4 separate regions of the Sus scrofa genome follow, and all the other regions are linked to region 2. The links are chromatin contacts, called in public HiChIP or PLAC-seq maps. All regions are on one chromosome and are shown on one strand. Each heading gives the region's core, a stretch centred on a gene start, on an enhancer-like site or on the middle of the called end of the contact. The rest is flanking DNA. Distances are from core to core; before and after follow the strand shown.

Region 1 (4,574 bases), core at 611-3,110, 380 kb after region 2:
TGTTTTCTTCTTTCGAACTCTTCATACACTAACGATCTATAGTTTCTTTCTCTTTGTTAGACAAAAGAGAAAAGGGATGAAAGCCTTCTCTCAGTGAGACAATATGAAACTCTTACCTTCAGCTGCTAGAGAAAAACATGACATGACAAGGTAGAGAAAAATGGTCCACCTTGTCCATTTCCTTCTTTGTCAGGTCTTTTTTTTTTTTTTTTTTCTTTTTTTTTTTCTTTTTGTCTTTTTAGGGCTGCACCTGTGGCATATGGAGGTTCCCAGGCTAGGAGTCTAATTGGACCTGCAGCTGGCGGCCTACACCAGGGCCACAGCAATGCAGGATCCAAGCCGAGTCTGCAACCTACACCACAGCTCACGGCAACGCCGGATCCTTAACCCGCTGAGCAAGGCCAGGGATCGAACCTGCAACCTCATGGTTCCTAGTCGGATTTGTTAACCACTGAGCCATGACGGGAACTTCCTGTCATGTCTTTTCTAACAGGAGTTTCTCTCTAGGTTCAAGATAAGTTCCAAAAGCATTGGAAGACTTTATATTCGAAAATAAATGTAAAAGCATTGTGGAATACAAGCAGACACTAATTATGAATTTTCCTTGAGGGTGACCATCCTGGTCTCTCTTAGTCACTTGAAGATCATTTCAAGAATGACAGAAGTCAACGGGGACCTGCTGTGTAGCACAGGGAACTCTACTCAATACTCTGTGATGTGGGGAAAGAATCTGAAAAACAGTGAATGTGTTTATAACAATATCACTTTGTTGCACAGCAGAAATTAACACAACACTGTAAATCAACTACACTTCAATGCAATTTTTAAAAATGGAGAGCAGTTCCCGTCGTGGCGCAGTGATTAATGAATCCGACTAGGAACCATAAGGTTGCGGGTTCGGTCCCTGCCCTTGCTCAGTGGGTTAACGATCCGGCGTTGCCGTGAGCTGTGGTGTAGGTTGCAGACATGGCTTGGATCCCGCGTTGCTGTGGCTCTGGCGTAGGCCGGTGGCTACAGCTCTGATTTGACCCCTAGCCTGGGAACCTCCATATGCCGTGGGAGCGGCCCAAAGAAATAGCAAAAAGACAAAAATAAATAAATAAAAAATAAAAATAAAAATGGAGAAAAAGAGGAATGGAAGGAATGAATCCATGGCATTGATGCGACTTGGGTCTGGCATATGTTACCTGCTCCCTAGATGCTGCTGTCATTACCAGTACTAATAGAAAGCTGGCACGTTTCGGGGGCAGCTTCTTAGATCTGAGTCTAATCTTAGTCCTTGAGAAAATAGACCTACTGCTCAACCTCACCCCAGGTCTTGGACTTGGGGGGCCTCTGCTCTCACACCAGGGGAGAAGCGACAGCAGAGGGGCTATGGCCTCTCTCCTTTTCCCTGCAGCCGCCTCAAGGCCGTGCCCCCCAGTCCTCCGCCAGGGACTTGCTAGGCAGGCTGGGGGGCCAGTGTTTCCTAGGTTCAGTCCTGCTCTTTCTCCGGAGACATCATGCCCCCAAAGCGAACCAGTGTGTTCTCCAAAAACACAACCCCCCCGTGGAAATGTTTGCCTTTTTCTTTGCTAAGTGTTATGCTTTCCATATTAGAGGTCTGATTTCCTGCCATTCTTGGAGAGTACCGGGAGGAAGAAGGGTCCGGAAGCTCGGCCCAGAGGGGAGCAGTGATTAAGCGCCCACTCATTTCCGTCCTTTTCCTTCGCAACTGCGGGAAAGGGTTTTGAGGTGTTTCTTCTGCATCGGTTATTTTTGTACAGAAAGAACAGTGGCTTTGTTAAGGGATCCCAGATGATATGCACGGAAGATGCAGCGATTTCCCTTCGGTTCTGTCACTCGCCGGCAGGGTGGCTTTCCGGAGCACCGGCTCTCGGGCCAGCTTCCTCGGCCGGTCAAAGGAGACAATACTCGCTTGTTAAATAACTTGGATTTCCTTCCAAATAAAATGTCAGGCAAATCTAACGTACTATTATTATTGCAAAAGGCTTCTCTCTTGGGAAGTAGCACTCCGCGAGAGGTGAAGAAAAGAAAGGGCAATCCTGAGAAGGGAAAGACACCAGACAGCCTCACGGAAGAATATTCTGAGCTGTTCTCCTCCCCCACTACCCCTCCCCTCCCCTCCCTCCCCTTCCTCCCCTCCCTCCCCTCCCCTCCCCTCTCTTTAGGAGGAACTTGATCGTCGTTTTCATCCCCCAATCACAGGCTGCAGTACTTACAATAGTAAAGCTGTTCCAGGGCAATGGACCTGATGGATTTGTCCTGATTCGTTTAGATTTTTGATTTAATTTTTTTATTGAGGTATGCTTGATTTGCCATGTGTTAGCTTCAGGTGTACAGCACAGTGATTCAGCGTGATATATATACGTATATATATTTTTCAGATTCTTTTCCCTTAGAGGTTATGACAATATATGGAGTATAGGTCCCTGTGCTACACAGTAGGTCCTTGTTGGTTACCTGTTTTATGCATCATAGTTTGTACATGGCGATCCCAAACTCTAGTTTACCCACCTCACCACCTTTTCCCCTTTGGCAACCTAAGTGTGTTTTCTATGTCTGTGCGTCTATTTCTGTTTCGTAAATAAGTCATTTGTATCTTTTAAAAAAACTTATTAGAGTGAAGTTAATTTACAGCGATGCGTTAGTTTCAGGTGTACAGCACAGTGAATCACATGTGTATATATATCCATTTTTTCTCAGATTCTTTTCCCCTATACGTTATTATAGAATATTGAATAGATATCTCTGTGCTATACAATAGGTTCTTGTTATTTATGTTTTGTATACAGTCATGTGTATAATTTTTTTAGATTCCACATGTAAGTGATATCATATGATATTTTTCTTTCTTTGGCTTACTTCACTTAGTATGATAATCTCTAGGTCCATCCACGTTGTTGCAAATAGCATTATTTCGTTCCTTTGTGCCGCTGAGTAAAATTCCATTGTATACATATGCTATATCTTCTTTACCCATTCATCTGTCAGTGGATACTTAGGTTGCTTCCATGTCTTGGCTCCTATAAATAGTGCTGCTATGGACATTGGGGTGCATGTATCTTTTCCAATTATGATTTTCTCTGGATACGTGCCCAGGAGTAGGATTGCAGGATGGCATGATAGCTCTATTTTTAGTTTTTAAAGGAACTTTCATGCTGTTCCCCATGGTGGCTGCACTAATTTACATTCCCACCGACAGTGTAGGAGGGTTCCCTTCTCTCCAGGATTTATTATTTGTAGGCTTTTTAATGATGGTCATTCTGACCAGAGTGAGGTGATACCTCATTGTAGTTTTCATTTGCATTTTTCTAATAATGAGTGATTTTTAATAACAGCTCTCCATAGATACAAAATAAAGAGAAACTATTCTAGTGTTCACTAGTGAAATAATAGAGTAATGGAGAAGGTTATACCCTCTTTGATTAGTTTTAATAGCTTGTCAATAGCTTTAATATGTTATCTCATTTAATATTCATAGTAAACAAGTGAGGTCAGGAGGATAGATCTTATCTAAGCCCAACTCCCTCCTTCCTCTTTGCCTTTTGAATGAGGAACCTCATGCCCATAGCGGTTGTACGATTGGCTCAAAGTCACAAAAGTGCTGAGCAAAATGCTGAGGTGAAAACATCACTTTTCTAGTAATTCCCTTCCCCTTCTCCCAAATTCTACCCTCCTGAGATGAGGTGCCTCAAGATGCAGTTCACTTAATAGTTGTTTATGTTTATATTGGGGCTATCAGAGTTCTGCAAAATGTGTTCAAAAGATGAGATTTACTATATTTTTATTAAAGTAACTAATCCATGTTTAAGGATTAAACACACAATTGCATTGTTGTATTTGGTCATTTACAAGATCAAGGGTTTTTTTTTTTCTTTTCTTTCTTTCTTTCTTTTTTTTTTTTTTTTTTTTTTTTTTTGCTTTTTAGAGCTTCACTCACGGCATGTGGAAGTGACCTCAGGCTAGGGGTCAAAATGGAGCTACAGCTGCCAGCCACAACCACAGCCATAGCAACGCAGGATCCGAGCTGCGTCTATGACCTGCACCACAGCTCACAGCAACACTGGATCCTTACTCCACTGAGTAAGGCCAGGGATCGAACCTGCATCCTCATACATACTAGTCAGGTTCATGATTGCTGAGCCACAGCGGGAATTCAAAGATTAAGGTGTTTTTATTCAGTATTTGAAAACCATACAGCATAAGAATTGGGATAAAGATGAATTAACTTACTAACTTATCTAATGAGTACAATAAGCTGAGACTGTGTTCAACATTAGGGCTTCAAAGATGCCTGAGGCCATTTATATCAGATAGAACTGTATATTTATGCTTGCTTATTTATTTTTTGGTGGTGAGAGAAATTCAACTTGAAGTGGTCTGTGCACAATGTGGAATTAATTCATTATAAGGACTGGGGTATAACATATGATAGGAATACTAGAGGGTCTTTGCGGAAACCCTAGGAGGAGAACGTGACTTCTAGTAGCACAGAAATGGGGATTCAAGAGCTGAGGGCCCTCCATCTCAGCTCTCTTCCTCTCAGCTCATTTATTTTATTCTTCTCTTTC
Region 2 (4,663 bases), core at 2,086-4,585:
GTTCTAATTTTCATGTTTCTAACATAAGACAATTACTATAAAAGGAAATTTTACATATGGTTATAGTTGAAATTAGTCATTATTCAAGACCATTAAAAATGAAAATGTAGAATTTTAGTTTCTTTCTCCTACTGTCTGTCTTTTTGTTTGTTATATTTTTCTATTACATACCTTACATATATGTCCATTTTAGGGAAAGTGAAAAATAGGTTTAAGCCAAAGGGGGGAAAAATCATCCCAAATCCCATTACCTAGATATAACTACTAGCACTTTGATGTATATTATCCAAAGATATGATTATATAGCAACAGTTTCTTTTTTCAAAACAGCTTTTCCCCCCTTTGAATAACACTTTAATATTTACTTTATATCTAATGTCGCGGTAATGCTATCTTGGTCTTTATAGAATTTTCTTCTGTAGTCTCAGATGTCTTCTGATTTATGGTTATTGTTACAAAATCCCAGTGATGTAGAAGGAACAAGTATTATTATCTCTTATTTATGGAGTATTAAAAGGTAAAGAGGATTTAAGTGGATTACTTAATGCTACAGAGTTTATCAGGGGAAAAGGTATAAATAAGATCCCAGGGTTTCTGCCTCCTAATTCAATGTGCTTTCCATTAGTCTGATTTTATATCTTAAATATAGATTTATATTAAAACTTTCTTTACCAAAACTTTAGGTGCTCTAGAGATAACTTTTAACTCCAATAATGCTTAAAACCCTTATGGGAAGTTGTGATCCTGAAGGAAGACAACAGAGGAAAAGTGTAGGCGAAATGAAAAGAGAGAAATCAGAATTAGTGCTTGTAAATGTTGCTTTTCCCTCCCTCACGTTGGAGGGCTGTTTAAATTTGCTGAGCACTACGGTCACTAAAGAATAAATTTGTGTATCACCATTCTCTGAGCTAGAGCAAAGGGGTATATAACTTCAAGGCCTTGTGTTATTATGTTAACTATTTTGATCAGACAAATAAATAGGCCATAATGGTATGTTAGCAACCAAAGTGTGCCTTGCAGGTCTCAGTCTACTCTTAGCATTTTTAAATTTGGCTTCCACGTATTTTCCAATTTAGAGTTCCACCAAGAAGGTGGAGTGGAAAGGTTGATCTGGTAAGTGGAAATTTTCCTTTCACCTGAAGATACTCTTCAAGAGGGACCTTGGTGGTGGCTCTGTTCCTTTCTCTTCACACAATGCTCCCTGACCTTGTTTCTGTGAAAGACATTTTCTCTCCTTAGTGTCACTGTCCACCTGCTATCCGAATCATGACTTCCATACAGGTGTGGCTCTCATAGGACAGGGGCTCATGGCACAGACTGCGAGGCAGCAGGCTTCTGATAGTGGTTGTGAGAGCCATCACTCAGGTCTAGGAAAATGGCCTTGCAGTGGCTACTCTTGGTGCCCTAACTCTTACCCAACATTCTCTTCCTGGTCCGCGATTTCTCTAAGTATAAACGATCTGTCCCTGCAGGAGACCAGAAGGTGATTTTCTTTTCACAACCACGAATAGTGTTTTAAACCTAAAAATACATTTATGAACTGGTTTTTTTCCTTCAGCTATAATAACCCCCTTTCTTTAGAATGGAAAGGCATGGTCACTTCTGTCAAATAATGTTCAAGTTAGAGACACTCAGACATTTTCTGTTCTGAAGCTCTTTTAAGTTTTCTGTTATAAGAAAAACACTTTTTCCCCAAGGAACTAAATTCCAAAAGTTCAGGAGCCAAGTAGCACCATGATTTATTTTCCATTTAATTCCTCTACTGACCTATAAAACATGTGTAAAAATGAGACAAATAAATCCCAGGTTAGAAACACAAATTTGAGAGGGTATTGTGCCATGTAAATAATATATCATATGCATGTATGTGATGGTAGATGGATGCAAAATTCTTCAATGTACTTTGGGAAAATAGGAGCATAAAATTATTCAGATTTAAACACAGAATCATGTTATTAAGATGGTTGCCAGGAGAGGGCAGCATTGCCCACATAAATAGCAGAATGATGCCTGCTCTGTCCTCAATTTGGTTTCAAAACACAAGGACTAATAAAGAAGCAATGTTATTTACATTTGTAAATTCTCATTTTTTTTTTTTTGATAAAATAGCTTTATCTCTTGGTCTAGGCATCCATTAGGATGAGGCTGTTATCACCCAGCCATGGCCTGTGTCCTTTTTCTGATGTTTCTTTCTCTTTTCTTTTCCAGCCTGTCTCCTTCACGTTCTATTCTCAGCTTCCGTAGTTAGATGCTTTATTTTTTAAAAAGTCACCCGACTCTTTTATGATCCCGGTCACATTAGTTAACCCCAGGAAACCTCCTTTTCTCTATCTATAAACCTCCCAGGCAGTTTAGTAGATAAAATGTGGCCGCAGCTGTGGGCAGGTGTTGGTTCTGCCACTTAGAGACTTGCTTTTCCCCATCTGTGAACAGAAGGTAATAACAGCATGGATGTATAAAATAGAAAGCGCTCAATAAACATTGGAGGAAACGCAGTGAATTTTTGGGTTTTAATCGAATGGATTGCTAACATTTAAAAATCTGGAGAGACCACGTGAAATTTCTCCGGTTTCATTCACGCACGTGACTGGCCTGGCTTGTGCAGGCATTCGGGTCGATGTCCCTCCCCGTGTCCTACCGTCTCCCATTGTCTATTCATTATCTTCGTATGACAGTGAAAACTGCACCAGGGCCAGCAAGAACAGCCGAAGGAAGGGGAACTTTGTGTTTTTCCCCCAGGTTGCAGAAGATGATTGCGCGTCACCCTAACCGCTCTGCCGTCTTTTATCTGAGCAATCCCAAGCTCTTAGCGCTGCAGTTTAATCTAATTTGTTTCTTTTGTCAGATTTCATTTTGAGGTTGAAGCCTTTGAGAGACTAGGAAAGGGCATTTCCTATGGGGAATTTGGCTTCATTCATTTCTAGGTGGCAGGTTGGGGTGGGGGGTCAGGATTGTCAAACAGGGGAGGACATCTGGGGCCTGATGGGAGAACAAAAAATCCCTCGAGACAGACCGAGGACAGTGACGCTGGGACATCCTTTCTCCATTTTTCCTCTACCCCTATGTGTTAGGGTTTTCTTATTTTTAGTTTTTACCTTGAAAAAAAAAAAGAATTTGTGATTTATGAAATAAGGTTTAAAAGGTTATTTCCTCACAGCAGGAAGCTTCCCACTCCCCGCCCCCCAGGCCATGGGGGAGTTTAACCGTCCTCTCCTCTGACTTCCAGAACTCTGCCAAGTAACCGAAGGAAACCACCCCTTGTTTATCCAGTTCTTTGCAGTTAAAATGTTCAGTGACAATGCGCCTGTTGGAACCGCTCTTGGGGTGGCAGCAGACACTCAGAATGGTGTTTCCATTTAACTTATTGCATTTCAGCTCATTGAAAACCATAGCACATCGAAGGGCTGCTGCAAGAACACTTTTCAGACTATAAATCGGGGCTGGAGGAGATGCTTAATTAAATCAGTCCTGAGGTTACAGGAAGGAAAAGCAAACCTCACCCTCCCAGAGTTGACCCGGTTCAAGTAATGTGGCAGCTAGAGAACTTGGGAATGTGATGTTGGCCTAACGGACAGACACCAGAATGAGGCACTTCCCTGCCTGCCTACCAAGCAAGAAAATGCTTGGAGAGACTGCTGATGGCTCTGACCTTCCAATTTAATTCTGTGTGCAAAAAACGCACGTGAAGATGGCCAGAGAGGCTGAATTGCTGTGTTTTAGATTATAATGCCAATGACAGACTTTTTAAAAAAAGAAATTATTTCTACAGAATTCTGTTACTGGCTAACAGGCACTTGAGAAGCATGGAGTCTATCCTGTACGGGGACTCCGTGTTTGAAAGGGTAAATCATTAACTAAAACCATCCTTTCATGAATGAAGAGACCTGGTTAGAATTTGGGATTCCACCTAGTAGAGTTTGCCATAGAGGTGAGCTCATCCACACAGAGCATCTTGGGCAGATCATTAGCAGGGCTAGGGTACAGAGTATATCACCAGCTCAGCAGGGCACAGGCAGGAAGGCCTGCACACCAGCTGGGCCTCTCCTTTCTCAGTGAACACCCTCTGAGGTTCACGGGCCACGTGATCACTCTTCATGCTCACAACATCTTTCGGCAGCCTCCACTCTCCACGCCCCCCCAAATTTAAAGAGAGGATCACATGACTAAGAGAAGAAACACAGGACACACACATGAAATCCTAGCATTTGGTTTTAGCCAGAAGGCAAAAGAGAAGGCGGAAGACTAACTAAGCAGGCCGGCTGCCCGTGTGGGTCACAGGGTTCAGCCTAGGCCAGATCACATGGTCTGCTGATGATGCCACGTAGAGGAGAAGAGGTTGCATGCACCCTCGAGGGGTCCCCGGCTGGGTCCAAAAATTACGCCAGTGCAAAGGCAGATGAACAGGAGAAAAGCATATGCATTTATTTAATATAAGTTTTATGTGACTCAGGAGCCTCCATAGCAAATGAGGAACTGCAAGAGTTAAAACTGAGAGTTTCTGCCAGGGTGGATGACATGGAGAGTTGTGGAAGGTAAGACAGGATGGGGAGTATGAGCTAAATGTAGTAACCGGGGACTTAGGAAGGCCCGTTGGTTGGGATTCTTCTCTGTTCCTTCCCCCTTGAGAGATAAGGATGCTCCTTTCCTCCGTGTACAAGGTGGC
Region 3 (4,452 bases), core at 1,142-3,641, 300 kb after region 2:
CATTGATTGATTTACCCATTAAATGAGTATGTTTGGATGCCTTTTCCAGGCCCTGTGCTGGGTGCTAGAGATTCCTTGGCGCATAAGACTAGGTCCCTACTCTTCTGGAACTTCCCCAATAGTAGGGAAAGATAGACGGTAGACATGCACACAGATAATTTAGGTCTTTTTAGGGCTTGGTAAGTAACTACAGGGCAAATAAAAGGAGGTGGTCTGATGGAGAATGAAGAGGTTGTTTGGGTGAGTTTTATCTAGGCAGATCAAAGGAATCTCTGAATAGGTGGCAGTTAAACCAAAACATAATATAAGAAAAGAAATTAGGTGTGCTGTGACCTGGGGGCTCTGAATTCTGGGGTGCAGGAATGGCAGGCACTGTGTGTGTGAATAGGGGAGGGGTAAGAACTGAGGAAAGCAAGACCCGTTCATGTAGGGTCTGATTTGCCATGGCCAGGAAACAAGCGTGATGGCAGGCCATTGAAGGGTTGTCAGCAAGAACTTTGAGCTGGAAGGCATCTTTGAGAGTACAGCCCACCCATTTTGCAGCGAAGGAAATGAACTCCCTGCTCAGGTTGAGGAGTTAGGGGGAAGGGGGAGAGGCGGTGTTGGAAAGGGAGGTATTGAACTTGATTCCCCAGACCATGTTCTTTCTACCAATAATAAGTGAGCATTGAAAATAGCAATTTGATTGCTTGTGTGTATTGCTTCTCTTCTGGTGGTTTCTGGAGGCCACAGGAGAAAAGATGAAGTGGCAGAAGGGAGAGGGATGCTCTCTGGGATGAGAAGATGGTTTTACTTCCCACAAAGGGCTGCCCTGTGGCCTTTTAGGAGTCTAAATGTGCCTCTTATTTGGGAATGCTGGGTGTGTCAGACAGTAAGCAGTTAAAGTTTTTTGTTTTGTTTTGTTTTGTTTTAATGGAAAGCATTGAAGAGACAAGTAAAATCACCTGTAATTAAATATTAAATACCGCTGAATCGTCCAAGGACAGTTGTTGGTAATGCATGCATACGCATTGTTTCTGATATCCTTTTTTTTTTTGTCTTTTTGCCATTTCTTGGGCCGCTCCCGTGGCATATGGAGGTTCCCAGGCTAGGGGTCCAATCGGAGCTGTAGCCGCCGGCCTACTCCAGAGCCACAGCAACACGGAATCCGAGCCGAGTCTGCAACCTACACCACAGCCCACGGCAACGCCGGATCCTTAACCCACTGAGTAAGGCCAGGGATCAAACCCGCAACCTCATGGTTCCCAGTCGGATTCGTTAACCACTGAGCCACGACGGGAACTCCTGTTTCTGATATTCTTTTGGTAAAGAAGGAAGCATTTTTGGCTGTCATCATTTTCTGGGACCCATTCTGACCAAAATTGTGATCAAATGTGTTGTCGTTTGGACCGAAGTGTTTTGAGTTGCTTCATTCATTCATTCATTCATTCAATAAGACAAATTCTTGAGTCAGGCCATGGGTCAAAAACAGGACCAGGTGTTTTGAGGAACCCACGTTCTAGTGAAGATTACATTTAAATGCTGGTGAGGCTGATGTCTGTGGGGAACCAGAGAATTAGTTTCATAGTGTCCTATAAATTTGGATTAGTGAGTGTGTGGGGCTTCATGAGCGAGGCCCTGAGGTCCCTGTGAAGAGTGACCAAGGACCACCTTCCAGCAAGCAGTCTGTCCCATAAGTCCCTCTCTTCTGCCTCTCAGTGTACACACAGGGCCAGTTTCCTCAACTGTGGTGAGCAGCACAGTGGCACATCCATGCAGCCCCCTTAAATATTTTGGGAAGTTGATTCCAAGTACCTGAAATTAATTAAGTAAATGTGCAACCATCTATGTCAGGAAAAGCGGCTTAGGGCTTGGTCTCATTATGTTTTTGGCTGTCATTTTTTGCAGCCTGAGGAGTAGAACAAACATTCCTCTTAGGGCCCCCACATTGTCTTTAACATTCCACAGTGGAAGTCCTTGAAAACTCTCTTGGTTTTGAAAATATTCTCTGTGATCACCAGCCACTAAATTGCATCTGCCACTGAGGGCCCCAATGGGATATGAACCTGTTGTTCTGGGGAAATTCAAGCTTCGACTGGGTTTGTGTGTGAGAGAGAGAGAGAGAAGTTGTGTGTGTGTGTGTGTGTGTGTGTGTGTGTGTGTGTAGTGTACATTGTACATGTGAGAAACTTGCTTTGGGGTAAAAAAGCAACCATACATGTATATGTATTTTTTTATGGGCAGCAGAGGAAGGGTATGTTTAACCCAACTGAGAAGGATATAACAACGTGCCAGAAGGAAGTCAGTGAAATGAGCTTGCTTTAAAAAACAAAAACAAAAACAAAAAAACCAGTAGCCTGAGTCAGCCTGTGCAAGTGATTTGGGAGAGGAAGGGGAGATGATGTCATGGGTTCGGCATGTTCCCGTCTTGGCCACTCAGTGCAGAGGGGCCCAGGGAGTTTGGGGCGGGTGTGTGTGTGTGTGTGTGTGTGTGTGTGTGTGCGTGCGTGTGTGTGCGCGCGCGTGCGCAGAGTTAACGGGAGCGGGTGGGGGTGGAACAAGAGCAGGTTGTAAAACAGGATTAATAACCCCTTGTCAGACCTTTCCCTGTTACTGTGTTTTTCAGTAATTTTGGTTTGAATGAAGGCTCTCTAGCCAATTAATGTTTATTTGTTTCCTTTGGCAAGACCCATTGGGGGAAGGGATGAGATGGGTGAGTTTAAAATTTTTGTTTTGTTTTTATATTTTGGAAGAAGAGGCAAGTCATGTGAGTCTGGGTTTTCCATGAAGGCTCCCCTGCCCAGCCCCCACCCTCAAAACCCCTCCCCCAGCCCCCCTGCCCCTGCCCCCCCCATCCCAGCCCACCCCTTTAAGAGGCAGGAGGCAAGACATGGCCAGCTGGTGCCTTGAACTGACACAGGTGCAGAGGCTGTGGGGGGTGGGGAGCCAGGAATAATTACAGGTTTCCGAAGCATCAGGCCCCTTCTGACACAAGCCCTCGTCTCAAAAACTGCTCTTTATGGAAAATTAATGGTGAAGCTGAACAACTGTCAGGATCATTGTTCTTGGGCAGCATCGCTTCTCTCCCAAGTCCTTGGGTTCTCGTGAGCCACTGGGATGGGGTGCCCTCTTTCCCAAGCAAGATCTAGTTGGTGCTCTCCATCCCTAGAGGAAATGGGTTTTTCCTCTAGGGATGTCTCTTCTGCATTTTTTTTCTCTTTCTTAAACCACACTTTCAGCCCAGATGTAGGTCTTCGCTCTAGTGTAGGATGATTTTTTCATTGACTACTAGGACATAGATTTTATTTTGTCTGTGAAAGTGGAATGACCAAATCAGAGACACTAATGAAACTTGTTTTCATTCTATAAGGTAACAACTGGGATTTCCTCCAGTGTGTGTCAGGCTAAACTGAGGCTTCTTTGGGAGATAAGGTGATAGTGGACCCAGGCATCTTATGCAACGCAACTGTAGTAAGCAGTGGTATCTCGCCACCTCTCAGAAGTTGAATATAGCTACAGTCCAGTGGCCAAGTTATAGCGAGTGACTCTCCTTAAGGGCTGATGGGGATTAGGTGCAGTCATTGTGGGTAGAGGCCAGAGCAGTAGACTTAATATATTCTGAGAAGTAACATATGGAAAAATAACCCTGAGCTGAGGTAGAAGGGTCTTTCGTCCACCTTATCCCTAGTGGACACTTAATTAAGGATCATAGACACTGTGAAGGAGGAAAATGCTTTTCCAAGTTGTTGGAAGTATGGGGGACCCCATGCCTTCCTTCAAAGAGCAGAAGAGGAGTTCCTGTCAGGGCTCAGTGTAAACAAATCTGACTAGGAATCATGAGGTTGTGGGTTCGATCCCTGGCCTCGCTTAGTGGGTTAAGGATCCGATGTTGCCATGAGCTGTGGTGCAGGTCGAAGACTCGGCTCAGATCTGGCGTGGCTGTGACTGTGGCTGTGGCGTAAGATGGCAGCTATAGCTCTTATAAGACCTGTAGCCTGAGAACCTCCATATGCAATGGGTGCGGCCCTAAAAAGCAAAAAACAAAACAAAACAAAACACACACACACACACACAAAAACCCCCCAAAACCAAAAAAAAAAAAAAAACCACAAACAGCAGAAGACCTGGGCTCCAACTCTGCCAAGTTACATGACTTTAAAACTCAACGCTTAATTTGGATTTGAGTTGTTTAAGGGGGAGGGTTTTTTTTGTTTTGTTTTTTTTTTTAAATGCGCTGCAATGAAGGAATCCATGGGAGATGAAAGGGGTATTTGAGGCTACTTATTTCAAAGACATCATCCTCTCCCTAGGCCTTTAATCTTGTCTCCTTCCTCCTCAGCCTCCCCCAGGAAAAATATACAACAAATATTTTCTTTGCATGTTGAAAATAGTTTTGGGGTGGAGAAACGCTGAAGAGATTTGGGTAGAAATTTCCCAACTTTCATATTTGTGTAGAATTCAGTTAATTTTCAC
Region 4 (4,372 bases), core at 625-3,124, 350 kb after region 2:
AAGGGGAAAAGCAAACACTTTGAAATTAAAAAAAAAAAAAATTACCCAAAGACATCCACTTTAATCGCCTTCATTTTCTCTCTGTCCTTCCTGTGTCCTTCAGAATGTGGTTGCCTTTGATAGATGAGTCCATTCAATTGTGGGATTGATTTTGAGGACTGGATCTCTGCTTGCTGCTGTAGAATGTCATGGAATTTCCAGAGGCCTTGCTACATTTGACCCATGCTTGGTGCCCAAAGTTCCAAGACCCTCCAGTTTTACTTGCATTTGAAGGTCTCTGGGGGTAGAGGGCGTTTTGAATGCGAAGTCTCAGGTGCCTCGTTCTGCGTTTGCTGTCATTGTTTGTGCCAGATTTCCTTGAAGTCACAGAGCCTCGTGGGTGATCAATAGCATTCAGTAAAATGATGCCAACAGGCCTCTCTGAGAGCACACCTCTCTCTCCAGCTTGGGTCTCTTATTTCCCCTTCAGCATCCCACTCCTCTGGAGCACATCTGAAGAACACTCTTTTTCAGGTCCATTCTCCAACAATATATTGAAAAAATATTTCAAATGCAAAAGACTCTGTTTTCCAATGTTTAGGTTGCCCCCCGTGACTCCAGGCACAGCTGTCTGGACCCTGAGCCCTGGGACTTTGCATCGACAGCCAGTTAGACCTGTCTTCTCAGCAGCCTCTGAGAATATAGGCAAATGGGGGCAGGGAGGGAGCTCAGATTAACTGAACATTTACCTCATGCCAGGCTCCAGAAACACCTGGTACACCACAGCTTGTTTAAACCTCACAATAAACATGGGGATCTCACCCCCATTTGACAGAGAAGGACACTGAGGCTTGGTGTCTGTCATGAACAAAGCAAGATCCCAGGTGTGCCAACTCCAAAGTTGACTTGACTCCTCCACTCTTCGCCTTCTTGGCAGCAGGCACACTTTTCTAAAATCGTGGCTTTAAGGATCCAGAAGGTGAACTTTTAACACCGCTCTGTGCTGCTGCTGCTTTTTTATTTTTTCTGGTTTCCAAAACTGAATGGGTTTCCTCCTGCGCCGCTGGCCTTCCTTCATGTCCTCTTGGTTCGATTGAAAAGAAATGCCCGCGTTTCTCATTCCTCTTCTCCATGGGTCTTACAGAGCGGTGGCTCACTAGGGCACCAATTTAATGAAATAAAAATTTCAATCATGTTTGGTCCAATTCTAGGTGATACAAATACAGAATTGTGAACACTTTGTAGTTAGCTTTAAAGAGAAGGGAAAAGGCGGAAAGAAGAAAATGGGTCAAGTACAGTATCTGGGCAATGTCTCCTTCAGTGCTGCCTAGTGAAGGGCGATCTATTAAAAAATGGAGACGTAATGGGACCCCCATACTACCTTGGCACTGGTGTATCCCGAAATTTCAGGTTTGGCAGTTTATAATATTTACCAGTTATGTGAATCTTATATGTGCCCAGCACTGTTCTAATTAATATATAGTGCATATGTAAATTAGTTTATCTTCCCCAAACCCTTTAAGGTCCATACTACTATTATCTCTAAGAAAACAGAGGGCACTCAGAGAGGGTGATTAACTTGCCCCAGCCTAGACAGTTAGGGGCAGACGTGAAAGCTGAGCCCAGGAAGGTTGGCTTCAGAGCTGTTGACTGCACTGCTAACCAGCTTCTCAGTTACAGGGCTCAGGAACTTTCATGATTTCAAAGATTATTTTTCTTCTTATTAGAACCAGTCCTCCATACAGTTGGAAGGGTAAATATTTGTCATGTTGGGTGACAGACGTTGATGAGTTTAAAAAAAAAGGTCTTAAGAAAAGTCATGTACTTTCTCTTCCATATTTCTCCATCTGTATTTACTGTGCGAAAAGGTCACTTGAGCACAGAGCTCGAATTTCGTGCTCCTAAGCAACTTCATGGTGGCTGAAACCTTGCTCTACAAATTGACTTTAAAAATATTTTGTAATAATGTGTATCACTCTCGAATATGAACACTCGAGTCATTAAGTGACGAGCTTCTTTTTTTTAATAATCATTTTTACTTTTTCTATTATAGCTGGTTTACCGTGTTCTGTCAATTTTCTACTGTACAGCAAGGTGACCCAGTTACACTTACATGTATACATTATTTTTTCTACATTATCATGCTCCATCATAAAGGACTAGATATAGTTCCCAGTGCTATACAGCAGGATCTCATTGCTTATGCATTCCAAAGGCAATAGTTTGCATCTATTAACCCCAAATTCCCAATCCATCCCACTTCCTAAGTAGGTCTTTTGCAACTGTACTTCACATAAATGCCAGGAATCGTTAAGTGATTTTTGTCTTAACTCTCGAATCATAGCCTTTTCTTGTGACTGTCCAGCCACTCACATTTACTGGAAGGAACAGGGGTTCTGGGAGACCCGAGCTCCTTGCCTTGTCAGGCAGCTGCCTGGCTACAGTTTGTGGTAGGAGGGAAGAGGAGGAGGGAGAAGACCAAAAAGGCTAAAATGGTAAATTACTGTAGGTTCTGGAGAAAAATAGCATTAGAAGCATTTGTGGTTCAGATGAAAATAGCACATTTCCTTTCTGCTTGGAGTGTGGGGGGTCAGAGTGCTCCAAGGAATAGAAAATAAATAAAAATTGATCCCTCACCCATCCGAGGAGATGCTCTGGCTCTGGGAACTGAAATGATGGCTCTAGATTTGAAGATCTTGTGAAACCACTTTTGAAGGTTAATAATAATAGCAATAATAACAATAAAAACATCCAGAGACTAAAAGAAAACTATGATATGCTCTGTTGGGAAATGTAGTTCTTTCCAAGTCTGAAGAATAGGCAGCAGACCCTGATCAGGTGTATCGCCCTTTTGTTCCTGTTGCTGACCATGGTCATTCCATCTCTTCTTGCAGGTGAGAAGCCTTATAAGTGCTCATGGGAAGGGTGTGAGTGGCGTTTTGCACGAAGCGATGAGCTCACAAGGCACTACAGGAAACACACAGGTGCAAAGCCCTTTAAATGCAACCACTGCGACAGGTAAAGAAACTAAGAAGCTCCTGGGATGGGGAAGGGAGATGGTAGAGTGGGCGGGAGGGTGGGCGGGTCGTGTGCTCTTGGGTTTATCTCAAGTGTGTCTCCCAGAGACTCAGGTGTGGGCATGCCTTTTACTTCTCCACTGAAAACACCTATGAGATAAGGGTGCCTTCTTGCATGTAATCCAGAGATGGTATGAATGCTTGGTTCAGTTACGCAAGTATTTCATGAACACCAGAACCATGTTAGTCACTGGGTATCAGTAAGACAGAGCTCCTACCTCCAAGGAGATGACTGACACATGATTCTAGTATAATAGGAAAAGTAGCAGGATAGAGAATGGTCACCTGTTGCTTCTGATCTTTTTATTAACATCAATACCATTTTTCCTCTCATCCTTAACAACATGAGAGCATAGAAAGCCTGCTTAACAGAGGGAAGGTTAGTTACAAGGCTTTCCTTTGAGCGCTGCTAGGAATGCAGTTACTGAAGAGAGTTCTCATTCTTTGGGGGCCTGAACCATCCTTTCTTTGAGAATAGGTGCACAGGTCTAAAAGATGGCCAGGCTTTGAGAACTGATCCTATAATTCAATTTCAAACCTTCAGCATTTGATAGTGGAAGAAAGAGCACGTAGCAACAGATACTACACAAGTAATAGTATCTGACAGCCCTGGCATTATCAACCAATAAACCCCAAAATGGAGACTCTGCAGGCCAAGGTGAAGGCAGGATTAGGTTTAGTCATAATCAAATAATGGGCTTGCATCTGAGCGTGTTATCCTTCTAATCCTATTTCTGTGTTTAAAAGGAAGCTTAAGAAAATTAACCATCTTTTTAATGCAATACTAAAGGTCTCGGTTATGATGAGAGAAATGCTTCTAATACGATAAAAGCCCTGAAAGCCTCAGGGTTCCCCGGCTCGGCCAGCCGCTCGCAGGATGGCAGGAGGGCTGTGCAGGATGTCCGCAGAGGCCTGGCTCTGCGTCGGAGGAAATGCGATCGCTTTCGCATCCTGCCTCCCCCATCCTTGTGCCGGCACCTCCCTTGCCAGACCTTCCTCTGGAGTAGTGCCTGTTTGTTTGGAGAGTCGGGCAGGAGTGGCCAGATCTCATGGGTGGCCAGTTGGCTTGGTGCTCCTTTAAGATGCTTATAAAGGAGCGATCATGTTTTTCCTCCTTTTTTTTTTTTTTCCTTCTTCCTGAAGAGGCTATTTTCCTCTTATCTTCATTCTTTAAGAACTAAATAAAGCCCCCAGGCCTCCTGGAGCCTGAAGATAACCTCCCACCCCAGGGCTAAGGAAGTACACTCCATGAAGCTATTGTCTCTCATCCCCTTGGAGCTCCCTTCTGCTAACCTTCCTGCCCCCCCCAACAACCT

What was found. HiChIP or PLAC-seq counts read pairs in DNA pulled down with a chosen protein or histone mark.
Region 1: an H3K27ac HiChIP or PLAC-seq map of skeletal muscle shows a contact between it and region 2, with 13 times the contacts expected there. The contact joins two enhancer-like sites. A contact is called at or near these places in 10 of 47 Hi-C or Micro-C datasets (embryonic fibroblasts, epiblast stem cells, fibroblasts and 5 more) and 1 of 2 datasets of contacts at active chromatin or transcription factors (skeletal muscle).
Region 3: a contact with region 2 is called in an H3K27ac HiChIP or PLAC-seq map of skeletal muscle. The contact joins two enhancer-like sites. A contact is called at or near these places in 1 of 47 Hi-C or Micro-C datasets (embryonic fibroblasts) and 1 of 2 datasets of contacts at active chromatin or transcription factors (skeletal muscle).
Region 4: an H3K27ac HiChIP or PLAC-seq map of skeletal muscle shows a contact between it and region 2, with 10 times the contacts expected there. The contact joins two enhancer-like sites. A contact is called at or near these places in 10 of 47 Hi-C or Micro-C datasets (embryonic fibroblasts, epiblast stem cells, heart right ventricle and 5 more) and 1 of 2 datasets of contacts at active chromatin or transcription factors (skeletal muscle).

What each region holds. Positions count from the first base shown.
Region 1 is chr15:110,267,852-110,272,425 of Sscrofa11.1, reverse strand. No RefSeq gene overlaps it. Among named protein-coding and RNA genes, the nearest start is that of CPO, 110 kb to the right of the region's middle. Within about 2 kb of position 1,860, at least 24 of the 83 cell types and tissues checked have an H3K27ac peak or open chromatin away from gene starts, as enhancers often do. A contact at or near this core is called in liver, skeletal muscle and subcutaneous adipose tissue, where this site is marked.
Region 2 is chr15:110,647,738-110,652,400 of Sscrofa11.1, reverse strand. No RefSeq gene overlaps it. Among named protein-coding and RNA genes, the nearest start is that of CREB1, 55 kb to the left of the region's middle. Within about 2 kb of position 3,335, at least 28 of the 83 cell types and tissues checked have an H3K27ac peak or open chromatin away from gene starts, as enhancers often do. A contact at or near this core is called in liver, skeletal muscle and subcutaneous adipose tissue, where this site is marked.
Region 3 is chr15:110,347,715-110,352,166 of Sscrofa11.1, reverse strand. All of the region lies in intron 1 of KLF7 (Kruppel like factor 7), which reads left to right. Among named protein-coding and RNA genes, the nearest start is that of KLF7, 29 kb to the left of the region's middle. Within about 2 kb of position 2,391, at least 38 of the 83 cell types and tissues checked have an H3K27ac peak or open chromatin away from gene starts, as enhancers often do. A contact at or near this core is called in skeletal muscle, where this site is marked.
Region 4 is chr15:110,294,528-110,298,899 of Sscrofa11.1, reverse strand. KLF7 (Kruppel like factor 7) reads left to right here. Exons shown (of 4, transcript NM_001097487.1): 3 at 2,874-2,997. Among named protein-coding and RNA genes, the nearest start is that of KLF7, 82 kb to the left of the region's middle. Within about 2 kb of position 1,874, at least 2 of the 83 cell types and tissues checked have an H3K27ac peak or open chromatin away from gene starts, as enhancers often do. A contact at or near this core is called in skeletal muscle, where this site is marked.